Linked DNA regions of Zea mays: region 1 is linked to region 2. The links are chromatin contacts, called in public Hi-C maps. All regions are on one chromosome and are shown on one strand. The core of a region is the stretch at or near the end of the contact, and the rest is flanking DNA. Distances in the headings are between cores, read along the strand shown. Region 1 holds the start of LOC100285322. Region 2 overlaps LOC100284060 (mitochondrial carrier protein CGI-69).

Region 1 (6,583 bases), core at 755-3,254, 450 kb after region 2:
TCCGACTTCGCTTGGCGTGTTCATAGCTCGGGCGAAGTCGGGATTCAGGTTGCGTCCGAAGAGCGGATTCTCCCGGCGTTGCCTTGCGTCTTGCTCGGCCTGTTCCTGAGCCCGCCGGCGATCACGTCGTCGGGAGTTCCTTCGTTCTCTGAAGACGCGTTCTTCCGGAGTTTCTCCTATCTCCGAGTCCTCGTCTCGCGAGACAGGCTGCTCTGGATCCCGTTCTCCGGCCGCGTGATGTCGTCGAACGTTCCTGCGCCGGTTCCTCCGTCGGCGGGATTCTCGTTGAGGTGGCTCTTCTCCGGGCGCGGTCGGTTCGTCGTCAGAGACAGTGGGCGACTCCACTCTCCCGATGAAGAGGACATCGGGGTAGAATGATGCTGCTGTTGTGGCGACTTTCTTTCCGTTCTCCTTTGAGGCCAGAGGAACGGAAAGAACGACTTGCTTTTCCCTGGTCTCCTTCTTCCTCGTGATCCGTGTCCATTCTTTTGTCGAGGAAGTAGACAGCGGAGTTTTCCGGGTCAGCGAGCCCTTGGCCCCTGACTTTACGGAGACGATCTTTTTCCGAAGAGCTGGAGGTGGCGCCTTTCCGGCATTTTCGGAGTTCGTTGGAGGAGACTTCTTTTCCGGCGGATCCGCGATACGGTGTAGAATTCCCTCTTCATCCGCTACAGATGAGATTGTCCCGAAGCAGAATACGGATCCGGGACGCATGGTGATCTTGCTGTAGAAGGTGACGGCCATTGAGCTAGCTTGGATCGTCGACACACCCCCTACCTGGCGCGCCAGCTGTCGGTGTTTTGGGTCCGACCGCACACCCGGGGTTGCCCCTCAAGGTGTTTCTAGGAGTAGGACGGTGTCGACGACTGTAGCAAAATGGTTCGTGCCGATCACACGAGGGACAGTGGACAAGATTTACAGGTTCGGGCCGCTTAGAGATGCGTAACACCCTACGTCCTGGTGAGTATGTGAGCGTGGTTACAAGAGGGCTCTCTGGATTGAAGACACAGAGAGTTGTTGTGGGTGGCTAAGTAAGATAGGGTCGATCGTTCTGAAGGGGTGCCCCCTAGGCCTTATATACTCGACCGTGGGGCAGTACATGTGGATATGATAACAACAAGTAGTTAAAAGGTAGTGAACCTCTTGAGTTTATCCCTACGTAACCCTCGCCGACTTATCCTCGCATGGCTCCGTTGCATGGGGGCTTCAGTGCGGGAAAGTCGAGTCTCTGTTGCGATTTACTCGCTCGACGTTGTGGGCCATCCGGGCTTGCACCAATCTGGTATCACGTCGCTCTGCCTTGTTGGTTGTTTCTCCCCAGGCCCACGAAGGAATAACCTCATGATTTATTGGGCCCTTGGGCCTTTCGTGAGGTCTTTTACTCCTTTAGTGGACACGGGGGATATCTATCCCCCACACCAACAAGTCTGATCCTAATCCGATACAATTCTTAATTTTTATAGTGTAAAATTTAGAGCTCATTGTTACCTCTAGTTAGGAATAGATTGAAGTGGATTGGATAGAGATTAAATCTCTTGCTAGTCAAAATTTAATAAAAATAAATTTAATTCCCTTACTTTCCTTCGATCCCCATGCAGCCGAACAAGCACACATCGAGCGATAAACACCCATAAATATAATACTTCCTCCGTTATTAAATATATGATACTGTTAATTTTTTTGAAAAATTTGACGACTCATCTTATTCAAAATAATTATTTGAAAATGTAAAATTTCAAGTCATGCTCAAACAAACTTAAGTGATAAAACAAATCATAACAAAATAAATTATAATTCGTAATTTTCTGAATAAGATGAGCGGTCAAAGTTTTCTAAAAAATTCAACGATGTCATATATTTAAGAACGGAGTTAGTATTTAGAAGTCATGATACAATATTGCAATTTTGATTATTTTAAATATAAAAGAAAATTTGTTATCGTTGGAAGGCCTCTTTATTGGTGGGCCGCAGACCTACTAGTACTACTTTAGGTGCGTGCTAGCCGTCTGGATGGCCCAGGAACGGCGCACCGTGGAGTCCCTCTCTGATTTTTGGCGAGCAGAACATACCTGAGACGACAGGTAGAAGACGACTGACTGCCTCGAGCAGCAGAGATCAGGGAGGCCGAGGGCGGGATGACGATCCGGTTCGTGCTGTTCGTCAACAAGCAGGGCCAGACGCGGCTGGCGCAGTACTACGAGCACCTCTCCCTCGACGAGCGACGGGCCCTCGAGGGCGAGATCGTCCGCAAGTGCCTCGCCCGCACTGACCAGCAGGTTTGTCCGTCCGCACCGCCTCCTCGCCCCTCACCCCCGGCCGTCCTTCTTTCCCACGTCCCCTCCGCTTCTGCTCTCCCATTGATCGGCCCGGATCATCGCCCTCCTTTCCGGATCCACGAATCTGCTGGGTTTGTGTTGGATCGTCTTGGATCTGGATCGGGATGGGGGGTTTCCCTGCACTTCCGATTTTCTGAGACTACCGCTGCTTTTGTGTTGATGCAGTGTTCGTTTGTGGAGCACCGGAACTACAAGGTCGTTTACAGGCGCTACGCCTCCCTTTTCTTCCTCGTCGGCGTCGACAGCGATGAGGTGCGACCCTCTGGCATACCATTGCTATACCCTCATGACAATTTGACTGTGATTGCAAACTGTGGGTGAAGTCGATCCTCTGGCATACCATTGCTATACCGTGGTTTAGCTGCTGCAATCTATGTGTGCTCAACCGTAGTTGTGATAATAGTGGTTTGGCAGGAAACATTATCATGCAGAACCTGTGAACGACAAAGGTTACATAGACCTCAAATAAGTGATCTGTTTAGCCTACACCTTTCGACTATGGTACTATACATAGTGACAAGGTTCCCGGAACGTTGGGAACGAGGAACGGGAACGAGGAACGCGGTACGTCTGTTAAAGCAACATGGAACGTTGAGGGGTATACAGCTGATCGACGTTCATTCGATGCGTGGAACGTGTTCCCAACGATTTCGGAACGAAGTTAGGGAACGATTGTAATGGAACAGGGAACGATGCGTAATTAAAACAAGCAATGACACATACATAATATATAATATATGTATATATAACTGATAATGATGGGATCCCGATAATGATAAGTCATAGTGTCTTAGCTTATTTATTTATATATATATATATATATAACGGTAACAATAATTACTTTCTTGCAAAGCCTAGATAGAAGAGTCTTCTGGATCAATGTCCCATTTAGCATGTGCGCCATGTTTGTAGCCATCTGTTGATCTTGACAAAAGTCGCAAATTGGATGTCTCGTACCAGTAGCCGCAGCCCCATCTTCGTCACCGCTGTCTGCGTCTGCACCACCATCTTGGATATCTACAGGCACCTCTTGGACGACTTGCACATCATCATCTTCTAATTCATCTGCACACTTTCTTTTGCTTGAAGAACCGAAAACCATGTTTGAAGTTTGAGTTGTGCTTGGCTCTGTGGATTATTTAAATAACAGCGGACCAGCCACCAGCTACGCGTGGACGGTGGGCCACCAGCCAGTACGCGGCTCCGCCGCGCCGCTATCCCTTCCTACGCGCCGCTATCCCTTCCTCTTCTCTAACCCACTGCAACGCGCCGCTATTCATCTTCCTACGCGGCTCCCTGCGACCCACTGCAACGCGGCGGCGCGATTCCTCTTCCACGGGCGACGCGGCGCTCGATTCCTCTTCCACGGGCGGACTGCAACGACGCGGCGCTTGATTCCTCTTCCACGGGCGGCCTGCAACGCCGCGGCGCGCGATTCGTCTTCGTCTTCCCCACTGCGCGAAGTCGCGAACGGTCAGTCACCCAGTCCAGTCGAATCCTCTTCCCTTCCTCTTCCCCTTCCTCTTCCCTTCCTCTTCCCCTTCCTCTTCCACGCGGCTATCCTCTTCCCAGCGCGACACAACGTCCGGCGGTCGGGCGGCGCATCATCCCAGCGCGTCCCACTCCCAGCGCGGCGGCCGGACGACGGCAGCGCGGCGGCACGGCCTCCTCAAGGTAAGCGTTCCTATCTTAGGTATACGACGTTCCGCTAGCGTTTCTTGGAATGTTCCCCATCGTTCCCGTTCCTCGTTTCGGGACGAAGTTCCCGGAACGCGGAACGCGCCATCGTTCCACATTCCCTGTCACTAAGGTACTATACTACTATTATTCTTGTGCAAGTCTGAATTCGCTCACTCTACTGTTACCATCTTCTATCAATGAATCCGAATTATTTGTCACAGATCAAGCAACATTTAATATTATAAACAGCCCTCCGAAAGTGTTTTTTCTTGATGCTATGGATTTAACTTCTGTTCGTATATTTTTTTCATGTAAGAAATTATTAGTTTACTATGCAATTGGGTTTATTAGGGATGATAGTTGGTACAAAGATCTCAATGGAATTACCTTTCATGGGATTTTTATAGCTTCACTGTTCTGACTAACATGTCCTTGATGTCACCATTTCTTAGGGGCTTAGGGCTACTCTTTTGTGTCACTGTACATAAGGTTAATCAAGGGTATTAGTCCTACCAAACTAATATTCATGAGTACTTTTGACAAACTTACCATATTCTTTTCCTAATAATCTCTGGGACATTCTGTGGTACTGTTATAGTTATGCAAGTCTTAGTTTACTGGATACACGCTTATCATCCTTTCTTAGCTAAGCCAAGTTTGTCATGGATGATTTGGTCTTGAAGGCAATTAGTATGCCTTAACTAGGGACACAATGAGAGTGCTAAGAGACTTTTCTGTGAAGACGTAGATGCATGGCTAGATATATGCCTATTAGTGAGAAGCTTTCATAGGGGAGAGAGTTATCGAGAATTGTCTGAGAGGAACAACAAGGATTTCTTTGAACCGATCTGGTTTCATGTCTAGAAGGTCAACTATGGAAGCCATTTTTCTTAAAAAGATAAGTGATGGAGCAGTATAGTAAGAAAAATGACCTACACATGGTTCTCATTGAATTGGAGAAGGGTTATGATGAAATACCAAAGAATGTTATGTGGTGGTCTTTGGACAAACATAAAGTTTTAACGAAGTACATTGGACTCATTAAGGACATGTACAACAATGTTGGGACTAGTGTTCGAACAAGTGATGGAGACACAAATGATTTTCCGATTAGAGTAGGACTAAATCAAGCTTTGAGCCCTTACCTTTTTGCCTTTGTGATGATTAAGGTCACAAGGGGACACACAAGGGAATATCCCTTGGTATATGCTTTTTATGGACAATGTAGTACTAGTTCACGAATGTCAGACGTGAGTAAATAGGAAACTAGAGTTATGGCAGGACACTCTAGAGTCCAAAGGTTTTAGATTGAGTAGAACTAAAACCAAATACATGAGATGTGACTTCGACACTATTGCACATAAGAAATGAAATGTTAGTTTGGAAGGTCAAGTAGTGCCTAGAGGATACCTTTTGGTATTTAGGATCAATATTACAAAGAGATGGGGAGATTGATGAAGATGTTAGCCATAGAATCAAAGTAGAGTGGATGAAGTGCCATCAAGCATTTGGCATTAGGGTACCACAAAAGCTAGAAGGCAAGTTTTGTAGGACGGCGAGTAGACCTGCTATATTGTGTGGTGCAGAATGTTGGTCTAACAAAATACATCATGTTTAGCAGATAAGTCTTGCGGAAATGTGCATGTTGTGTTGGATTTGTGGTCGTACAAGAAATGATTAAGTCCGGAATGAACATATACACGATAGGCTAGGGGTAGCATCCGTTGAAGAAAAGCTTGTCCAACATCGATTGAGATGGTTTGGACATGTCTAATGGAGACCTCTAGAGACACTAATGTGTAGTGGGATCCTATCAGCGCCCAAAGAAGGCCATACCCTCGATTGCTTTCAAGACACACTCAGGGATACCGGCTTGGGAACTGACTTTAGGACCTATCATGATGGGACCACCACACCTGGGGCCTAGAGTTGTAGGAAACTACCCTAGGCTTGGTACAGGGAGAGGCCCTACTCTAAATAACATTATATAGAAGTATCCAGATGAGTTAGCTTAGCTCTTAGAAGGTTTGGTGGCCTTCTAGCCTCCCTACACGCTATGAGGCTTCGGCCCCTTAGGACCTCTATGGTTAAAATATTCTAAGTCTCCAAGCACCTTGTGCCGCAGGCAACTGACTAGAGAATAAGTCCTCAGGGCCCCTGTGCCCTAGGGCACCCACAAGGCTTTGTCCTTGGGGCATCTCGTGCCCTGGACGCTTGTAAGCATAAGACCATGGGTCTTCTCGTGTTCTGGGGCACTTGTAAGCCTAACTCTTTGGGGGCACTTATAATCCTAAGTCCTCGGGGCAGTTATAAGCCCAAGTCCTCGAGCCCATCATGTCTCAGGACACTTGTAAGTATAAGTCCTTGGGGACCCTAGTGTCCGAGGGTAATAAAGTAACAGGTGCTCGGGGCAGCCTGTCCCTCGAACACTAACGACACTTAGTTGTTGGCGCCCTCCATTGGCCTCGAGGTCCCTAGAATCACTGACCTCGTACTGCTAGGGTGACTGGGCCCCACGGCTCCCGAAGGTGCTAAGGGCTCAGGGCAGTTAAATGTAATCTATCACA
Region 2 (5,929 bases), core at 829-3,328:
TCTACATGACAACAATTAGGCGTGCTATGTTATATGGGGCTGAGTGTTGGGCTACTAAGAGTCGACATATCCAACAACTAAGTGTCACAGAGTTGCGTATGTTGCGTTGTATATGTGGGCACACAAGATTGGATCGAGTGAGAAATGATGACATACGCGATCGACTAGGAGTAGCGCCAATTGAAGAAAAACTTATTCAACACCGGTTGAGATGGTTTGGGCATGTCCACCGGAGACCCCAGAGGCAGTGGTGCATAGAGGCATCATAAGACGGGACAATAATGTGAAGAGAGGTAGAGGTTGACCAAACTTACATGGGAGGAGGCAATCAAAAGGGACTTGAAGAAATGAAATATACCAATGGAGTTGTGTTTGGATAGAAGTGCTTGGAAAGAAGCTATCCACGTAACCGAACCGTGATTAGGCCTTTTTCCTTTTAGTGCTCTCAAAAGCTTTTCCCCTCCCCTTTCTCTCTCTTTCTCTATTTGGTGACATCTTGTTGGGTTTCAACTCTAGCCTACCCCGACTTGCTTGGGACTAAAAGGCTATGTTGATGTTGATTTAGCTTAGTGGATTTAGTTTTTCGTGGTTTGAACAATTTGTTTGTCAATTTTATGTGAGAGTAGTGATCTACCCAAGGCTCCAAAAGGCACTAGGCCACTGGTTGGCACCTAGGATGCCCAAGCGGAGATTAAATGCGACCAAACATTTGTGTTTTTTTCTTCGTTTTGTTGCCAGAATGTGTTTAAGTGCATCACTGCATCACAGATTCAGTCTATACTTGGTACAACAATAGGCCGAGTACGTCAGCAATAGTATTTCCCTTGTCCAAGAAGATATTAAGTGGCACAGGTCTGCACAGCTAGTCGCACTTCACAAACCGCAAGGTCTCTGGACACACAGCCAGCCGCACTTCACAAACAGCAAGGCCTGTGATCACCAGGGAAGGTGCGTGTGGGGTTACTTGTGGAGTTGGTGCTCGAGATTATTCTTTCTGCTGGCACCGACTCAAGTTGTGGAGGTGGCGGCTGCGCCAAGGTGCAAGATCTTGTTTCTTCCTGCGCTGCTGCCCACCGCGCTAGTGCATGCTCCTGCGGCTTGCCTCTACACATGCTAGTTTGCCTTCCTCCTGATTTACTTTGATTCCATGCCACTTACCCAATGGACAGCGTTTAATTGGATGCTTATGGCCTAAGCGAGGCACAAGGGCTCCGTTCCTTGCTCAAGCACGCCTAGGCGAGCGTTTAGTTATGTTTCTTTTGAACACTGGATCTACCACATTGGTTCCAAACTGAGCACGAACACAAATCAAAGCTGCAACTTCACAGGTTGGAAAATTGTAGGCGGATTGAATAGGTGCCATAAATGAGACTTATGGTCTTTTAGCCGCAGTTGCTGAACCACTTGCAGCCCACCCAAGCCTTTCGTGCATTTGCTTGTTTGATTCATGACCTATTCATTCCATCGGTACAAAACCATATATTGTATACACGCTTCACTCATTTTCATCTTGTGTATATAAATTGTGTTTGGTGAAATTTGATGGTGCTGCAGTAAATAATCTGCCATCTTTAACGTAGTTCATTATAGAGCTATACATCATTTATTTTAGCCACTTGCCTGTTTAGTTTTGATATTCCTGAGACTGTAGCAGGTTGCAGATCTTTGATCTAGTTAGTTTTGCATGACTACATTTGTGTCCATTAGATTAGAATTGTTCAAAGTTTAACTGCAAAATGGGCCCTGCCTCCATATTCCTCCCTTAGTTCTACTTTAGTAATTGGTTTGGTAAGGGGCATCTATAATGTACCCATAATTGTGATTTGTTGCTTGCTTATATTGTTCTCTGGCAGGTCTGGAGGCATGAAAGGTCTGTTCGCCGGCGTTGGCCCACGTGTTGCACGCGCTGGTCCATCAGTTGGTATTGTCATTTCCTTCTACGAGGTTGTCAAGTACGCTCTTCATCAAAGGCACACCTCATGACCTAGTTTTGTTGATAAGATGGAAGCCCTCCCACTTGGTGAAAGGCATGGTAGGCTAGTTACTCTGACAGGGCTAGGTGTAAGTTGGAAGATCAGAGTGCCCAACAGTCAAGACACGACAGGCTTTTTTATGGACAGTGTCCATTTCAGTCAAGGATAGCAATACCAGTTTTGCCATGGAGCAGGCTTCAGTTTCGCCCGTGTCAGGTTTTGGACCATCGTCTAAGCTTATGTCTTGGCCGGATCTGAAGCTGCTCCGGTAAACTTACTTGGTGTAGTCCCTGTAATTGAAGGAAAGGAGAGTGTAGTAGCGTAGATACTGATCAATAATTTTGCACACCCTTGAAACTACAGAAGAAATTTTGCACATCCTAGTCTTGTGTCGATGCCTTAAAAAAACCGTTTTGGTCTTCTTGTTGACTTGTTACTGTAAAAACCAACGGGGATATGTTTACTTGGCGGAATCATTAAATTCAAAGGGGATGGATTCGTTAGATATATGGCTTGGACCGAGCTATGGCAAACGTTGGATGGTGGCGTCGGTTTCCCTCTGTCCATGTCTGAATCTCAATGAATGAGACTTCTAATGGCAGATGCCAGGAAGTGATGATATGCACGGGAAGCAAGTCACCAGCGAGGTGCTGAATCGGAGAACCTGCCCTGGAGACCTGAAACGGAGTATATAACGGTAGGCGCCATTGCGGGATGATGAAATTCACATGGCGGAAACTAGATTGCGTTTGGAAGATGGACCTTTTTCTCTGGATCATATCATGTCACGTAACAGCTAGCCCCGACCTTAGAGTCAACTTGAAATAGACGCGGAATGAAATGGGACTAGATTGCGGCTGTCTGTGAATGGAGACGTATGCATGGGGGTTCACCTTTTCTTCAAAATTCAAACGAAAGGATGATATTCCATTTAAAAAACTCAATGAAAGGGTTGTTTCCTTGATGTGGCCCAGGTTGCAGCTATAATTCCTGGGTGGTGTTGGGACGCTCCTGGCGGGAGCAGTTCCTGTGTGTGAACCCCCTAGTCTTTTTTCTCTCCTAGGTTGCCACCCTTTGGCGAGACACGCCGTTTGTTCATATCCTAACTCCCTTCTTCTTAATTGATAGGCAGAGCTCCTATCACTTTCGTTCAAAAAAATGAAGATTCCCGAACTAAGCTATCCTACACTACGAAGGATACAATACAAATTATTCTACTCTTCGCTTGAAGCTTGAGACGTGAATGGAGAGGGAAGTGTGTGAGCCTCTATTTATACATGGATACAGGTAGATCCATATGCTTGTCACGTGAACCCTTAGATCAACCATCATGTATGTTTTCCCAAAGAAAAACAAGAATATTCAAACACGAACACAAGACTGAAGTTGTTCTTGGCTAGTGGGTGCACCATGGTGGTCGATAGACCCGCTCTATGATGTGGACAGACCACCCTCTCTGGTGTGGTGGGTCCCTTATTGATATAGAGTGGGTATGTGTTGTCTAAATTGTGTTGGCGTGTCGATTTGCTTTATTATGGGTTCATCATTCTACAAGACTTCATCTTTCACCGCTGAGAAGAAAACATACTTTGCATCTAAGGGTGTGGAATCACTCTTGAGTGACTCATATGGATCATGGGGCTTTGGGAGGCTAGTGGGCCCATAGGGGTGGTGTGCCGACCACCCTATGGTGGCCCCACCAACACCTCTCTCTATTTTGCTATTGTTGGGGATTTGTTCTCAAATGCTATGAATTAAAAACAAGGCAACACAAAGAGGAGTTAATTGTTAATGTCCTTCATCATTCGAAGCATTATTTCCCTTAGAATATAACGATCTTCGGACGAAGGTTATGAAGGACATACCTTGATCATTGCAGTATATGTTAATGAAAGACGAAGCATATGAAACATGAGAAATATCATGGATAATCATATGACATTATTAATATCTCTTTATTATATCATCATGGATGAACAAGAACAATATTGAATTACATTTATACCTTCGGCTTGACAAAAGGCAAAAAGTCCAAGCGTGATGCACGAGCGAATACAAGTCACCGTGAACAATACGGGGGTAATGTTCATCTATTTATAGGCACATGACACAGTCTGTGTAAAATTACATCCATGCCCTTTATATTTACTATTGACTTAAGGATAATCCAACGAGGACTAGATAGCCTTTTCCCCTTTAAGTCGGTTCCTTTTTCCGTCGCTGAGCCGAAGCTCCCTTGCGCGTAGCTTCGGAGCTGCATCAACCTTCCTCCCGACCATGCTCTCCATATCGTGTACAGTTTTAACCCGAGTCCGAAGGTACCTGTACATATATTACACTTGGGAAACATTGTTAAATCATGTTTTTGAGGACCTTCGGAAGACGAAGGCCCCCAACAGTAGCCCCTCGCAGTATTAATTTGTTATAACAACGAATTCAGACTGTGACATGAACGAAGACCTTAAGCCGAAGGTCCGAAAAACACCTCCCCTTTGCTAGAATAGCAATAGTCAATGACAGACAGGGCCCACCAAGTTGCAACACACTGGGCGTATAAATATAAACCACAGCGGCAGCATTTGATACGCCGTTTCCACCATTTGCATTATTTTCTCAAACTTTCTAGCTCTTGCTCACTAGCTCTCGCTTGATTTTCAAGCCTTTCGAGCTTCGGTTTAAGAACGTGTCTTCACCTTGTCCGGGGAGAAGATGTCTGAGGAAAAGAAAATGACTGCATAAACGAAGGTAACTGAAGAGACGAAGTTGTTTGGAGAAAAGAAAACCACGGATCCGTTTATCGCCGGGTTTGTTGAGTCTATGTCAAAAACAAACACAGAGAAGATTACTAAAGAGTTCTGGAAGGTTTGTCTGAGGATACTGATGATAGTGATAGTTATGATGTGGAGACTGGAGACGAAGATTCTGAAGACCGGCCCTGGCGACCAAGCCATACTGTCTTCAGAAAATCAACTATTAAACAGAGTCATCTTGACAACATGAGAGGAAGGTACTTTCGTGACATGTCTATCGTGAGGGCTGGCGGAGACAACACTGCCCCTGCCCCTGAGGAAAATGAAGTTGTTATCTACCGAAGCTTTTTTAAGGCTGGTCTTCGGTTCCCTTTGAGCAAGTTTGTGGTTGAAGTGCTGAAGATATACCAGATTTTCCTTCATCAGATCACCCCCGAAGCTATTATTAGGATGGGGATTTTTGTCTGGGCTATGAGAAGCCAGGGGTTGGAGCCAAGCGCGAAGTGCTTCTGCAGTATGCACGGACTTTTATATGAGACGAAGACCACTGGCAAAGAACAGTATCACAACAACTTCGGTTGTTATGGATTTATTGCTCGCCCCAATGCAAGCCACCCGGTGCCAACATTCCGGAAGAGATGGCCCGGAGCCTGGATGGAGGAGTGGTTTTATGTTAAAAATGATTTAAAGGCAAGAGAAGAATCAAAGAAATCATCCAACGCCCCATCTGGTTTCGCTTCGGCCTCCAAAGGTCGAAGGTGGAAATCGATGACGCTGTTGAAGCATGCCAGAGGGCTTTTAGCACTGTTTGCTCCTTTATTGGCACAAGAGATTTGATTCAAGAGCACATATCCTTCAGGGTATGGCCACTTGTGGAAAGCTGGGAAATGCCGAAGGAGACCACCACCGACTCTAGTGATGGTGGTCTGGTCCGACTGAAGTATACCTTCAGATTTAGGGAGAAGTTTGACGAGCCAAACGACGACTGGCTGAAGTGCATTGAAGCTACTAGTGATGAACTACTTGGAGCATACTCCAAAGCCGAAGATAATGCTTTGTCCGTAGCCTTCGGAGGCCGGGGGAAGAAAAGGCTGAACAGGGTAGTTGATGCTATTGGCTTCGTATACCCTGATTATCGCTACCCGCTGCGAGGGCAAGAGAAAAAGAGGAAGATTGCTGCTTCAGTCACCCCAGCTGAGCCTGAGC

The links. Hi-C and Micro-C count contacts between places; a contact is called where the count stands out from the background.
Region 1: a contact with region 2 is called in a Hi-C map of leaf, with 3 times the contacts expected there. The contact joins the promoter of LOC100285322 here to the enhancer-like site in region 2. A contact is called at or near these places in 2 of 25 Hi-C or Micro-C datasets (ear and leaf).

Annotation. Positions count from the first base shown.
Region 1 is chr4:77,179,088-77,185,670 of Zm-B73-REFERENCE-NAM-5.0, forward strand. It overlaps LOC100285322, which reads left to right and starts at 2,005. Exons shown (of 4, transcript NM_001158215.1): 1 at 2,005-2,276; 2 at 2,502-2,588. The coding sequence starts at 2,136.
Region 2 is chr4:76,729,148-76,735,076 of Zm-B73-REFERENCE-NAM-5.0, forward strand. It overlaps LOC100284060 (mitochondrial carrier protein CGI-69), which reads left to right. Exons shown (of 10, transcript NM_001370576.1): 10 at 1,854-2,382. The coding sequence ends at 1,983. Among protein-coding and RNA genes, the nearest start is that of LOC100284060, 8.2 kb to the left of the region's middle. Within about 2 kb of position 2,079, at least 6 of the 20 cell types and tissues checked have an H3K27ac peak or open chromatin away from gene starts, as enhancers often do. A contact at or near this core is called in leaf, where this site is marked.